2 separate regions of the Sus scrofa genome follow, and region 1 is linked to region 2. Evidence: chromatin contacts called from public Hi-C data. All regions are on one chromosome and are shown on one strand. Each heading gives the region's core, a stretch centred on a gene start, on an enhancer-like site or on the middle of the called end of the contact. The rest is flanking DNA. Distances are from core to core; before and after follow the strand shown. Region 1 holds the start of NCBP3 (nuclear cap-binding protein subunit 3). Region 2 holds the start of GSG2 (serine/threonine-protein kinase haspin).

Region 1 (5,911 bases), core at 83-2,582, 98 kb after region 2:
GCACTCTCCTATCCCATTAAAATGTTTTATTCTCTCCACAGCACTCACCAATATTGGTAATTACGAGTTTAGTTGTGTCCCCCAACTGGAGTGTCAATTCCAGGAGGGAGTTTGATCTTGATCTTGATCAAGCGCCTAGGACTATGCCTGGCACAAAGTGGAGGATGCAATAAGTACAGGTTGAACTGAATGAACAAGGGGATAACGTCTACTTCGCAGTCACAGTGATATTTAAACGATACAATGCAGTAAATGGTAAAATGCCACTATGTTAATTGTGGTTGCCGGAGTCAGCATTATCATTTGCTATCTTTAGTGCTCCTACCTCTACCTTTTCCCATAATCTCAGTTAAAAGCAAGACTTGAAAACATAAACAGTCCATGTCTGGTGAGAAATTAAGTACATGAGAAGAGCTCTGCAGGCCTGAGACCGACCCTAAGAACCAGACATAGGACTCTCAAACCACAACAAGCAAAACACCTCTCACATTCCCCATTGCGATAAAAGACGGACCACTGCTGGTTTACGATGTTTTGGTTTAATTAAGGGTCAGATGCGGTGGAGCAAGATGACCCTCAAATCACAATAGGGACACTGAGTTTCTGCAGCTGACAAGTTCAGCCCTCCAAGGAAAACCGCGAGTGCTGTGTTTAACAGACATCAGCTCCACCGGTGCAGGACCCACAGGGAGGCGGGATGCCGGCGCCTCCCCCCGCCCGACAGTTCCTTCTGGGCCGCTCCGGGTTCTGTTCCCGCCCGAGGCTGCCCCTTTATCTCAAGCCGCCAAACAATCCTAACCCCTCCTCGCCCACCCTCTTGCAAAGACTGGCTCAGAGTGGCAGCAAAGAGGGTGTCCTCAACTACCCCCCAGCTCAACCCCACCTCCTCCAGCCCCCTCAATACCCATTTCCGGGCGCTCAGGCGTCCTTTCTTTTGCTCCCGGTCCCAGCCCCCGTCCCCCAAGGGCTCGTCCCCCTCTCCCATTCCTCTGAATGCCCCCGTCCCTGGCCCCAGCCCCCGCCGCCTCCCTTTCCGGCCTGCTCCGGCGCGGGACACTCGCTCGGCGACCTCCTCCTCGCCCCCGCCCCCCCGCCCATACCGGGATCAGTTCCTTCAGCGAGCGCCGCACCGGCACGATCTCCAGCTCGCCCTCCTCCACCTCCATGGGCTCCGGCTCGCCGCGGTCCAAACCGGACTCCGCTTCAGGCGACAGGGGCCCCAAGGCCGGTCCCGCCGGGGCCTCTGCCTTCACCGACACTCGCAGGCCCCGAACGGCCGCCATCGCCGCCCGCCGGCCGCACCACTGAGCGCCCTCCCCGCACACCACCGGCTAGAGCGCCGCTGCCACTAGCCACAGAGCAACGGCCTCCGCTACCTAGAGCGTCGCCTGCTGCAGCTAAAGGGCCCTGTTTAGCCACGACGCCCCCTAGTGGCGGGAGGTACCTGAGGGCCAGCTGAAGCGGGATCTGGTGGAAAAGAGGGCGGGACCGAGTGGGAACAAGGGCAGGGCCTACTGGAGGGGGCGGGGCCTGGAGCCTTTCGCTGCAGTCTGGCCTTAGAAAATAGCTACACACCTTGGGCAGTATACCTGTAATAATTGCACCAAGCAATCATTACCTGCCAATGACTGTTCCAAGCGCCCGAATCCTTACACATACCCTTTGAAGTATTACTACTACAAACGGAGGCATTTAAATTTAACCAAGATTGATGTTCCCACTGTGCCTCAGTGGGTTAAAGGATCGGGCCTTGCCACAGCTGCGGCATAGGTCACAGCTGAGGCTGGGAATGAATCCCTGGCCCCGGAACTTCCATATGCTGTGGGTGCAGCCATAAAATTAGAGTTCCCATCGTGGCTCAGTGATTAACACACCTGACTAGTATCCATGAGGACTAGGGTTCAGTCCCTGGCCCTGCTCAGTGGGTTAAGGATCCAGTGTTGCTTTAAGCTGTGGTGTAGGTGACAGAAGCGGTTTGGATCCCGCGTTGCTGTGGCTGAGGTGTAGGCTGGCAGCTGCAGCTCTGATTCAACCCCTAGCCTGGGAACCTCCATATGTGTCAGGTGCAGCGCTGAAAAGACAAAACACACACATACACAAAAGAAAGAAAGAAAGAGGAGTTCCCGTCGTGGCGCAGTAGTTAACGAATTCCACTAGGAACCATGAGGTTGCGGGTTCAGTCCCTGGCCTTGCTCAGTGGGTTAGGGATCTGGCGTTGCCGTGAGCTGTGGTGTAGGTTGCAGACGCGGCTCAGATCCTACGTTGCTGTGGCTCTGGCATAGGCCGGTGGCTACAGCTCTGATTGGATCCCCAGCCTGGGAACCTCCACATGCCATGGGAGCAGCCCTAGAAAAGGCAAGAAGACAAAAAAAAAAAAAAAAGAAAGAAAGAAAGAGAAAGGCAGGAAGGAAGAGGGGTGAAGAAAGAAAAAGGAGAGAGAGAAGAGAGAGGCAAGAGAGGGAGGGAAAGAGGGAGAGAGAGAGGAATGAAGGAAGAAAATAAAAATTTACTCAAGGTGACAGGGTATTTAAGGGATAAACTTGGATGTGAGTCTAAACAGTCTGCCTCCAGACCCCAGAGTCAGCCTTGGTCTATCACATTTGCGCAAGTCTGTAGGTATACAACGCATTTTCCTTGACATCTTTTATCTCTTCCAGGTCTTCCAATGATTGGCCCATTTTATACACCACAAAACTGAGACTCCAAGAGCTCTGAGCATGGAGGAACAAACAGTTAAAAACCAAGGAAGAGCATGACCAGCATCGGACACACCTGATGGAAGTCAGGTGCAGTTCTAAGTTGGGCACACACAAGCACGCCCAGACCCCCAGTTCATGTCTATTCTTGGAACATGGGCAGGTCAGTAGTGAAGTAAAGTGCCTACAATTAAAGAAAATGTTAAGTTTCCTGGTGGCCAAGCAGTTAAGGATCCAGCATTGTCACTGCTGTGGCTTGGATCACTGCTGTGTTATGGGGCTCAATGGGAAAATAAAGTGAAATGTGGGCTTTAATTAACAATAATGCATCAATATTATCTCATGGATTGTGACAAATGTACCACACTAAGGCAAGATGTTATTAACAGAGGAAACTGGGGGGTGGGAGAAGGGAGTGAGTGGGTCTATGGGAACTCTGTACTTTCTACTAAATTTTTTTATCAACTTGAAAGGGTCCCTCCAAATCTATTTGTTAAAACCAAAAAAAAAAAAAAAAAAAAAAAAAGACACCAGAATACGTACATCCCAGACCAATTAAATCAGAATCTCTAATGGTGGCTGATTTTTTTTAAAAGCTCCCTTGGATGGAGTTCCTTTGTGGTGCAAGGGGTAAGGATTTGGCATTGTCACTGCAGTGGCTTGGGTTGCTGCTATGGCATGGGTTCATTCTTGGCCCTGGGAGATTCTAGCATGAATCATGTGGTTAGGCCTGGAAGTGCAACCTTCATCTGATTTTCCCACCTACCCTTCTCAGTGTCCCCTTGTTAGGGTTCTGGGTTTTCCTGGCAGCTGACCTGGGAAGACCTGGGTGGGGTGGGTGTGCAGGAGACCTGGGCTCTAACCCTGGATCTTCCCTAACTCACTATAAGACTTTGAGCGAGGAGTTCCTGTCGTGGCTCAGTGGTTAATGAATCTGACTAGCATCCATGAGGATTCGGGTGCGATCCCTGGCCTCGTTCAGTGGGTTAAGGATCCTGCATTGCGGTGACCTGTGGTATACGTTGCAGAGGCAGCCTAGATCCTTTGTTGCTGTTCCTATGGGGTAGGTCAGCAACTACAGCTCCAATTCAACCCCTAGCCTGGGCACCTCCATGTGCCGTGGGGTGCAACCCTAAAAAGCAAAAAAAAAAAAAAAAAAAAAGGCTTTGAGTGAGTCACTGGTCCCTGGGCCTCAGTTTCCCCACCTTAGTGTGCCACCCAGAGTGGTTGTCCTCATGGGGAAAAGACATCACAGTCTTTTTCAAAGCTCTTCGCGTGACGACTTGGACTATCAGACCCAGGCCCAGGATTTGAGGGCCAACACCTGGGATGAATCAGCCTGGGGGTTTTTCTGAGTATAGACTAGGTCTTGGAGAGTGGATTGACAGGCAGGGGTAGGGGAAGGCCTGGAGGAGTGAGTATGAAGAGCCGTGAGGGGCAAGAAGTGGCTCCAGAGTGGGTGGGTGGGGCGAGGGTCAGGACAGCATCCAGAGAGGCCAGTGGGGCTGATGGCAATGAGCACTGGAAGGGTTCGGGGGGGGGGCGTGGTCAGGAGGGTGCATCACTACACATCACTCTGGCAGGTGGTGCTTTGCTTTTTTTGGCCATGCCTGTGGCATCTGAAAGTTCCCAGAGCAGGGATTGAACCCACACCACAGTAGCAAGCTGGCAGGCTATAAGAGAACGGACTGGAGTGCTGAGGATGAAGGCTGGAGACCAGTGAGGAAGTGAGAGATGGTGAGTCCAAAAGTGAGGGACAGCAGTGGTGGCAAGTGAGTGGCTTATTGGTCTTGGCATTTGGGGAACGTCTGCCTGGCCCCTGGCACCCTTCCTGCAGAGAGCTTGGTGCAGCCCTCATGGGGGCTTCACAGGATGACCAGGGAACATGCAGAAGCAGCTCCCCACTTCTCAGATAGAAAAGCTGATCAGATAGAAAAGCAGTCTCTGGCTTGATTTCTTTCTGGTTGGTCTCTGATTTCACCCAATGAGAGCTCCACAAATAAGCAAAGAGCAATCACGTAGGACTGAGCCCATGACCTTCAAGGCTGGCTGCAGACAGCCCCAGAGGCAGAATTCTCTTTGTTTTTTTAAGGGTCTCAACTTGCTTAGTACATACTCTGTACCAAGCACTGTGTCGGATGCTCAGGGACCTGATAATCTGCATTGTACCGGTAAGAAGTTGAGACTCCTCTGATGACTTGCGAAGGGCACACAGCTATTAGACGGCAAAGCTTGGATTCACACTCCAGGCTGGCTGACCTCAGTGATAACTGTTCTCATCGTGGCCATGCCGGACCCTCCTTTGAGCATGGATGGCAGGTCCTCGCGCCCAAAGCTAAGGGGACACTGGGGAGACCCAGGCAGTGTCACAGGGACTCCTGTGAGGCTCCACTTGAGACTTCTGTCCCATGAGGAGTGACGAGGGCTCCCAAGGACCAGACCTTGGCCTCCCTGGGCCCCTGCAAAAGAGGCCAGGTGCTCTTGTGGGCGTCCATTGGCTCCCAAATACCCTGTTCTTCCCAAGGAGGGGCCACAAGACCTACCCAGGAGACTGAGCCACATCCTGGACTGTAGCCCCTCACCTTCCAAATTAACCCTCCCTCCCACTCCCCACCCCCAGAGCTCCTCCCACTCTTGTCCTACTGAGACCCCTTCAGCAAAGCCAGCTGGTGAGAAAGAACACATCCTGATGCAGAAAACATGCAAACCAAGGTGGTTGTTTTTTGCCTTTTGTATTTTAACTCAAGAAAGGGCTTTTATTGTTTTTAACTCACTTCCTGGGAAGTTAATTTTTAAAACACTCTTATGGAGTTTGTCCATCCCTTGTGCTACATTCAGAAACAATGACGCCAACCAACTCCCCCAGTGATGCGGGGAGCACCCCACTGGGGCTCTGACACAAGCAGAGCAAGGGAGCTAGGCCCACCTTTGGGCTCCACAAGGTTGGGGGGGGTGTCCCCTGAAACCTTACCCTCCCGGCTCCAGTGCAGAGCTGCTCAAGGAAAATGTGCTGATCCGTGCACGGCCTGCCACGAACTCTATAAAAGTGTTCTTAAGAACAGTACGGAAGTACCGTTTAAGCCCCGGGTTACAACAACTTAGTGCAGAGGAGCAGGGAGAAGTGTGGACCCAGTGACAACGGGCCGCATTCTGCTCAGAGCCTTAAATAGACATAGAAACTATATTACAGATGCATGTGCAGGTGCAAGACATGC
Region 2 (5,700 bases), core at 1,318-3,817:
CTTACCCTTTACTGCGTACTCCACCATGTGCCCCAAGTCAGTTCCTGACGATTCTCTTTTTTCAGGCTTTCTTGCACCTGTTCCTTTTTCTCCATCCTCATTGCTACTTTTTTGGTTCAGATCTCATCATTCTCACCTGGATCACTGCATGATGTTAAACTAGACTTTAGTCCCCACTTTTTTTTTTTTTTTTTTTTTGCCGTTCCTTGGGCTGCTCCCGCAGCATATGGAGGTTCCCAGGCTAGGGGTCGAATCGGAGCTGTAGCCACCGGCCTACGCCAGAGCCACAGCAACTCGGGATCCGAGCCGCGTCTGCGACCCACACCACAGCTCACGGTAATGCCAGATCCTTAACCCACTGAGCAAGGCCAGGAATCGAACCCACAACCTCATGGTTCCTAGTCAGATTCGTTAAACACTGTGCCACAACGGGAACTCCAGTCCCCACTTTTTTTTTTTTTGTCTTTCTTTTTGGCCACCCCATGGCAAATGGAGTTCCAAGGCCAGGGATCAGATCCAACCCACAGCTGTGACCTATACCACAGCTGAGGCAGGTCCAGATCCTTTAACCCACTGAGTGAGGCCAGGGATCAAACCCATGTCCTGGTGCTGCAGAGACGCCACCAATCCCATTGTGCCAAAGTGGGAACTCCTAGTTCCTACTTTGTTTTGTTTCATTTTCTTTTTTGTTTTGTAAGGGCTGCACCTGTGGCATATGGAAGTTCCCAGGCCAGGGGTCTGAGCTAGGGGTCTGGGCTAGGCTAGGAAGTTCCCAGGCTACATCACAGCCACAATGCCAGATCAGAGCTGTGTCTGCGACCTACACCACAGCTCACTGCAACTCCGGAGCCATAACCCATGGAGCAAGGCCAGGGATCGAAACTGTGTTCTCATGGATACTAGTCAGGTTCATTACTACTGACCCACAAAGGGAACTCCTCCTAATTCCTACTTTTGAATGAGTGATCTGAGAAGGCCTCTCTAAAAAAATAACCTGAGATAAATATAAGAAGAAACCACACACATTAAGATCTGGGAGAAGAGCAGTGCTGTGCAATAGGAACAGCAAGTAAAAAGGTCCTGTGGTCAGAACAATACTGGCAAGCTGGAGTAGAAACAGCAGGGAAGAGGTGAGTACTAGAAGGTGAAGTTGAAGAAGCAAGCAGAGACCAGATCATAGGATGCCTTGCAGGCCACTGAAAAAGCACAAATTTTAGTTTCAGTGTATTCAAATTTTTTTTATTTATTTATTTTTTTAAAGCAGATGACACGGAGTTCCATTTTGGCTCAGTGGTAATGAACCCGACTAGTATCCATGAGGACGAGGGTTCAATCCCTGGCCTTGCTCAGTGTTAAGGATCTGGCTTTGCCATGAGCTGTGGTGTAGGATGAAGACACAGCTCGGATCCTGCATTGCTGTGGCTGTGGCGTAGGCCTGCAGCTATAGCTCTGATTTGACCCCTAGCCTGGGAACTTCCATATGCCCTGGGTGCAGCCCTAAAAAAGCAAAAAATCCCAAAACACAAAACCCAAAAAACAAAACACCAGAAATGACTGGAACAACATTTCCTTTTAAGAGATAGCTGTTATGTGAAGACCGTATGTAGAGGGCGTCGCAAAAGCAGAGGCAAGAAGTGCAGAGAGAAGGTTACGCCAATAAACCCAAGCAAGAGGCAGTGGCCTGAGCTACAACAGCAGCAGTGGAGATGGGGAGAAGGAAGGGATGTAGAATATATTTGGGAGAAGTGGAGGGGATAGAAAGACAGAGTTTGCTGCTGGAACAGATTTGGGGATGAAGAAAGGGAAGAGTTGCATGTAATTCCTAGAAAACCTAGTAAGTAACCTGGGTAAGTTACCCTGTAAGTTACACCGAGTAAGTGGGTAAGGAACAGGTTAGGACAGCAGCAGGTGGTTCAAGAGACCTGTTTGGGACATGTTATATTTGGAAAGGCTATCCTTCCTAAGGAAGAATCCCATGAAACAGCAGGACAGTCAAATCTGAAGTACCTGCTCTGATTGACTTAAGGAGAGCTCTGCGGACACGGTTACATTTTCTTTATCCGAAGTGATGTCACAGCTCACTGAATGCCATTCTTCCACACGCTGGAAGAAGATGGATGTTAGCACAACCCCTCCACGGCTGAAAAAGCCAGGAATTTTAGCACTCGGCACACACAACACCTCAAGGGCCCAGAATAGAGAACGTGAGCAGTTTCTGCGCTCACTTGCCTCTAGCAAAGCCGCAACCCTGGCGAACGTGACCCGGTGAAGAGGCTAAGGAGCGCCCCCCGCCTGTGCTTTCAGGGGAAACCTCGGAAAAGTACTATCAGGGCGTCTCACGTCACCGGCTTCAGACCCTCCTCCCTCTCTGGGCCCCTGGGGACGGCTGCACTCACCTCAACCGGATTGCTGCCACAAGCGGGTTCCTGTTTCTGCGTGCACACAGTGTCGGCCTGAAACGAGAGCAGTGCCCGCAGCCCAATGAAAAAGACAAATCGCCATAGTTGGCCGCCCTATCCCACTTCCGGCGAGACCGTCGTGTTGCGCAGGCGCACGGTCGGGCGCTAGGACCCGGCGGGCCGGCCGGCCCGCGGGCGCGTCTGCGTCTCGAGGAAGTCTCGCGGTGTTTGCATTTGAACTGCCTGGCGGGTGCCGGCCATGGCGGCGTCACTCCCGCGACCCGGGAGTCAGCTCTTCCGAACGTATGGGGCTGCCCGCGGCGGGGGCCGCGGCGGCGGCCGGGCCAGGCAGCCGTGCAGTGGTTCCCGCCGCAAGACCGGAAGCGTTTCTTCAGCAGCAGCAGCAGCGACGCCAGCGGCGGCGGCCCCTCGCAGTCCGTCTCCTCCGACGATCCTGACGACCCCGACTTCCCCAGCAGCCCGGTGGGTCAGCGGCGGAAGCGCGCTGGCGGCCGACTGTCCAGGAACCGCCCGAGTCTGAACGCGACCCCGAGACGCCTGAGGCTGCGAGCGCGGTACCCTCAGAAGTGCAGCACCCCCTGCGACCCGCTCGGACCGCCGCCCTTCCCCAACCGCAACCCGGGCCGCCTGAGCCCGGACCTCAGCGTGTGCAGGCAGCCCAGGGACGGCGGCGAGCTGGGCACCAGTGCGTCCCTGTTTAGCTCTCCGGCCTCTCCCGGCCCCGGGTTCCCTGCGCCAGGAGACAGCATCGGTACCGACCCTCCTGCCTCTCTCCATGCAGCCTCTGAAGCTCCGAGCGGCTTCCACCTCCCAGGAACCTCCCTGGACCGGCCACCTCTCCCCTGCTCCCAGGAGGCGGCGACAGCAGGAAGCAGGCTCACCAGGTTGGCCCACCAAGCCCATGCCAGCCTCAGGTCAGCTCTCTTTAGCCTTTTGGACCCAGGAGATCTTGAGCATTCTGAGCTTGGGGCAGATGGGAAGAGTATGAGGGAATCCTGCTGTGAAAGGGAACTGGTGGGGAATAGGCTGGACAGTCCAGGTTTATCAAGCATGGGTAAGAAGAGGGCCACAGGCCAGGACTCTTGTCAAGAGCTCGGGTCTCAAGGAACTATCCAGGTAGAATACCAGGGGGCCCGCAGGTGCAAGGGCGGTATTATACCTGCGAAAATCAACCGGCCTGAAAGAAGTGGACCAAGCCGGAAAAGGAAGCATCAGGAGACAGCAGAAACCTCCCTCCTTCATCACCACCAGTTTAAAAAAGGCCAAAAGATGGAAGAAGATTCATTTGTCACCCAGGAGCTGACTCATTCACAGAACACCTGCTCTTGGACCAAATCCAGGGCTTCCTTCAGTTTCCACAAGAAGAAGATTGTTGTGACTGCTGTGTCGAACGTGTGTAGCAGCTACACCGTTGCCAGTTCCCTCTCTCAGTCCCTCATGTCAGAACATTCAAACCCTCCTGTCACGAACAGAACAAACAGTGCTCTGTCCCCTTGGCACTCCTCCTCCATGTATTTGCTCACCCCCTTAAAGTCACTACATGTCACAGACAAAAAGGCCTCTGATGCAGAAAAGGTTTATGGGGAATGCAGTCAGGAGGGCCCTGTCCCCTTCAGCTACTGCCTTTCCGAAGAAAAACTGGAATGCTGTGAGAAGATTGGGGAAGGGGTGTTCGGCGAAGTGTTTCAAACAATTGCTGACCACACACCAGTGGCCCTGAAAATCATTGCTATTGAGGGACCCGACTTAGTCAATGGAGTTCATCAGAAAACTTTCGAGGAAATCCTGCCGGAGATCATCATCTCCAAAGAGCTAAGCCTCTTGTCTGCTGAGGGATGTCATCGCACCAACGGCTTTATCGGGCTGAACTCGGTGCGCTGCGTTCAAGGATCTTACCCTCCCTTGCTCCTCCAAGCCTGGGATCGCTACAACTCAACGAAAGGGTCTGCAAACGACCGGCCTGACTTTTTTGAGGAAGACCAGCTCTTCATCGTGCTGGAATTTGAGTTTGGCGGGATCGATCTCGAGCAAATGAGTTCGAAGCTGAACTCCATTGCCACCGCCAAGAGCATCCTGCACCAGATCACCGCCTCCCTCGCCGTGGCAGAGGCCTCGCTGCACTTCGAGCACCGCGACTTGCACTGGGGAAATGTGCTCTTGAAGAAAACCAGCCTCAAAGAGCTCCACTACACCCTCCACGGGAAGACGTACCCCATCGCCTCCCGCGGGCTGCAGGTCAACATCATCGACTACACCCTGTCTCGCCTGGAGCGGGACGGGATCGTGGTTTTCTGTGACATCTCCATGGACGAGGACCTGTTCACTGGAGAAGGTGACTACCAGTTCGAAATCTACAGGCTGATGAGGAAGGAGAACAACAACTGCTGGGGCGACTATCACCCTTACAACAACGTGCTCTGGCTGCACTACCTCACGGATAAGATTCTGAAACAGATGACCTTCAAGACCAAATGTAACACCCCCACCTTGAAGCGAACAAGGAAGAAGATCCAGCATTTCCATGAGACCATGCTGACCTTCCGCTCTGCCACCGACCTGCTCTGCCAGCACAGTCTCTTTAAGTGAGCGGGGGCGGGGGGCGCCCCCCAACCCCAGCAGAGGGCTCGGGGCGGGAAGCCCCTGCTGCCGTTCTTAACCTCTAGCCCCAGAACAGGGTGGGATTCCCATGCGTAACAGGTGTCCAAGCAGCTTTTCAAACAAGAATTTTGCTTCCCAGTGGAAACTGAAATGTTTGTTAACATGTTTAAACTTAAAAATTATTCTTAAAAAATAAACTATACCGGAGCATAAATGTTTACAGCTGAAAGGCCCTCTTGCTAACTGTCAGCAGACTCCATTCTGTAAATTCCTTCCCACCTTTTCCTTTTTGAGCCTTGATACTTTATAGAGACTGAGCAGGGGGAGAAAAATCAGGAAAGCCCAAAGCCTCAGCTGTCGCAGTGATCAGATCTGGTGGCTGTAGGTGTCAGAAGGCTGGCTTTGGGAACCTCACTGCAGATGAGGAGTCACCTGCGAGCAAAGCGCCTGTAGCAAAGCAGAGATGGAGGCAGACAGTCTGGAAGGCAAGAGGAAAGGAAGATGGTAGACACTTTATAGGGAGAAGTGTGAGAAATGCCACCTGTTTATCAAGCTCACTTGCCAACCTCAAAGAAAAGCAGAAGTCATTGATTTTCAAAGGGAAAATAAATGACTCCATGGCTACTAAAAGGTTTGAATTTTTGCTTATTTCTTCATCAAGGGAAGAAAAACAAATGTCGCG

Evidence for each region. Hi-C and Micro-C count contacts between places; a contact is called where the count stands out from the background.
Region 1: a contact with region 2 is called in a Hi-C map of liver, with 3 times the contacts expected there. The contact joins the promoter of NCBP3 here to the promoter of GSG2 in region 2. A contact is called at or near these places in 1 of 5 promoter capture datasets (liver), 15 of 47 Hi-C or Micro-C datasets (alveolar macrophages, blood, brain and 6 more) and 1 of 2 datasets of contacts at active chromatin or transcription factors (alveolar macrophages).

Annotation. Positions count from the first base shown.
Region 1 is chr12:49,917,427-49,923,337 of Sscrofa11.1, forward strand. NCBP3 (nuclear cap-binding protein subunit 3) reads right to left here and starts at 1,333. Exons shown (of 13, transcript XM_003131866.6): 1 at 1,101-1,333. The coding sequence starts at 1,283. It overlaps CAMKK1 (calcium/calmodulin-dependent protein kinase kinase 1), which reads right to left. Exons shown (of 16, transcript XM_021067689.1): 16 at 5,411-5,911.
Region 2 is chr12:49,817,868-49,823,567 of Sscrofa11.1, forward strand. GSG2 (serine/threonine-protein kinase haspin) reads left to right here and starts at 2,568. Exons shown (of 2, transcript XM_021067684.1): 1 at 2,568-2,721; 2 at 2,724-5,648. The coding sequence starts at 2,659. The coding sequence ends at 5,006. It overlaps ITGAE (integrin alpha-E), which reads right to left. Exons shown (of 32, transcript XM_021067683.1): 28 at 2,397-2,453; 29 at 2,008-2,103.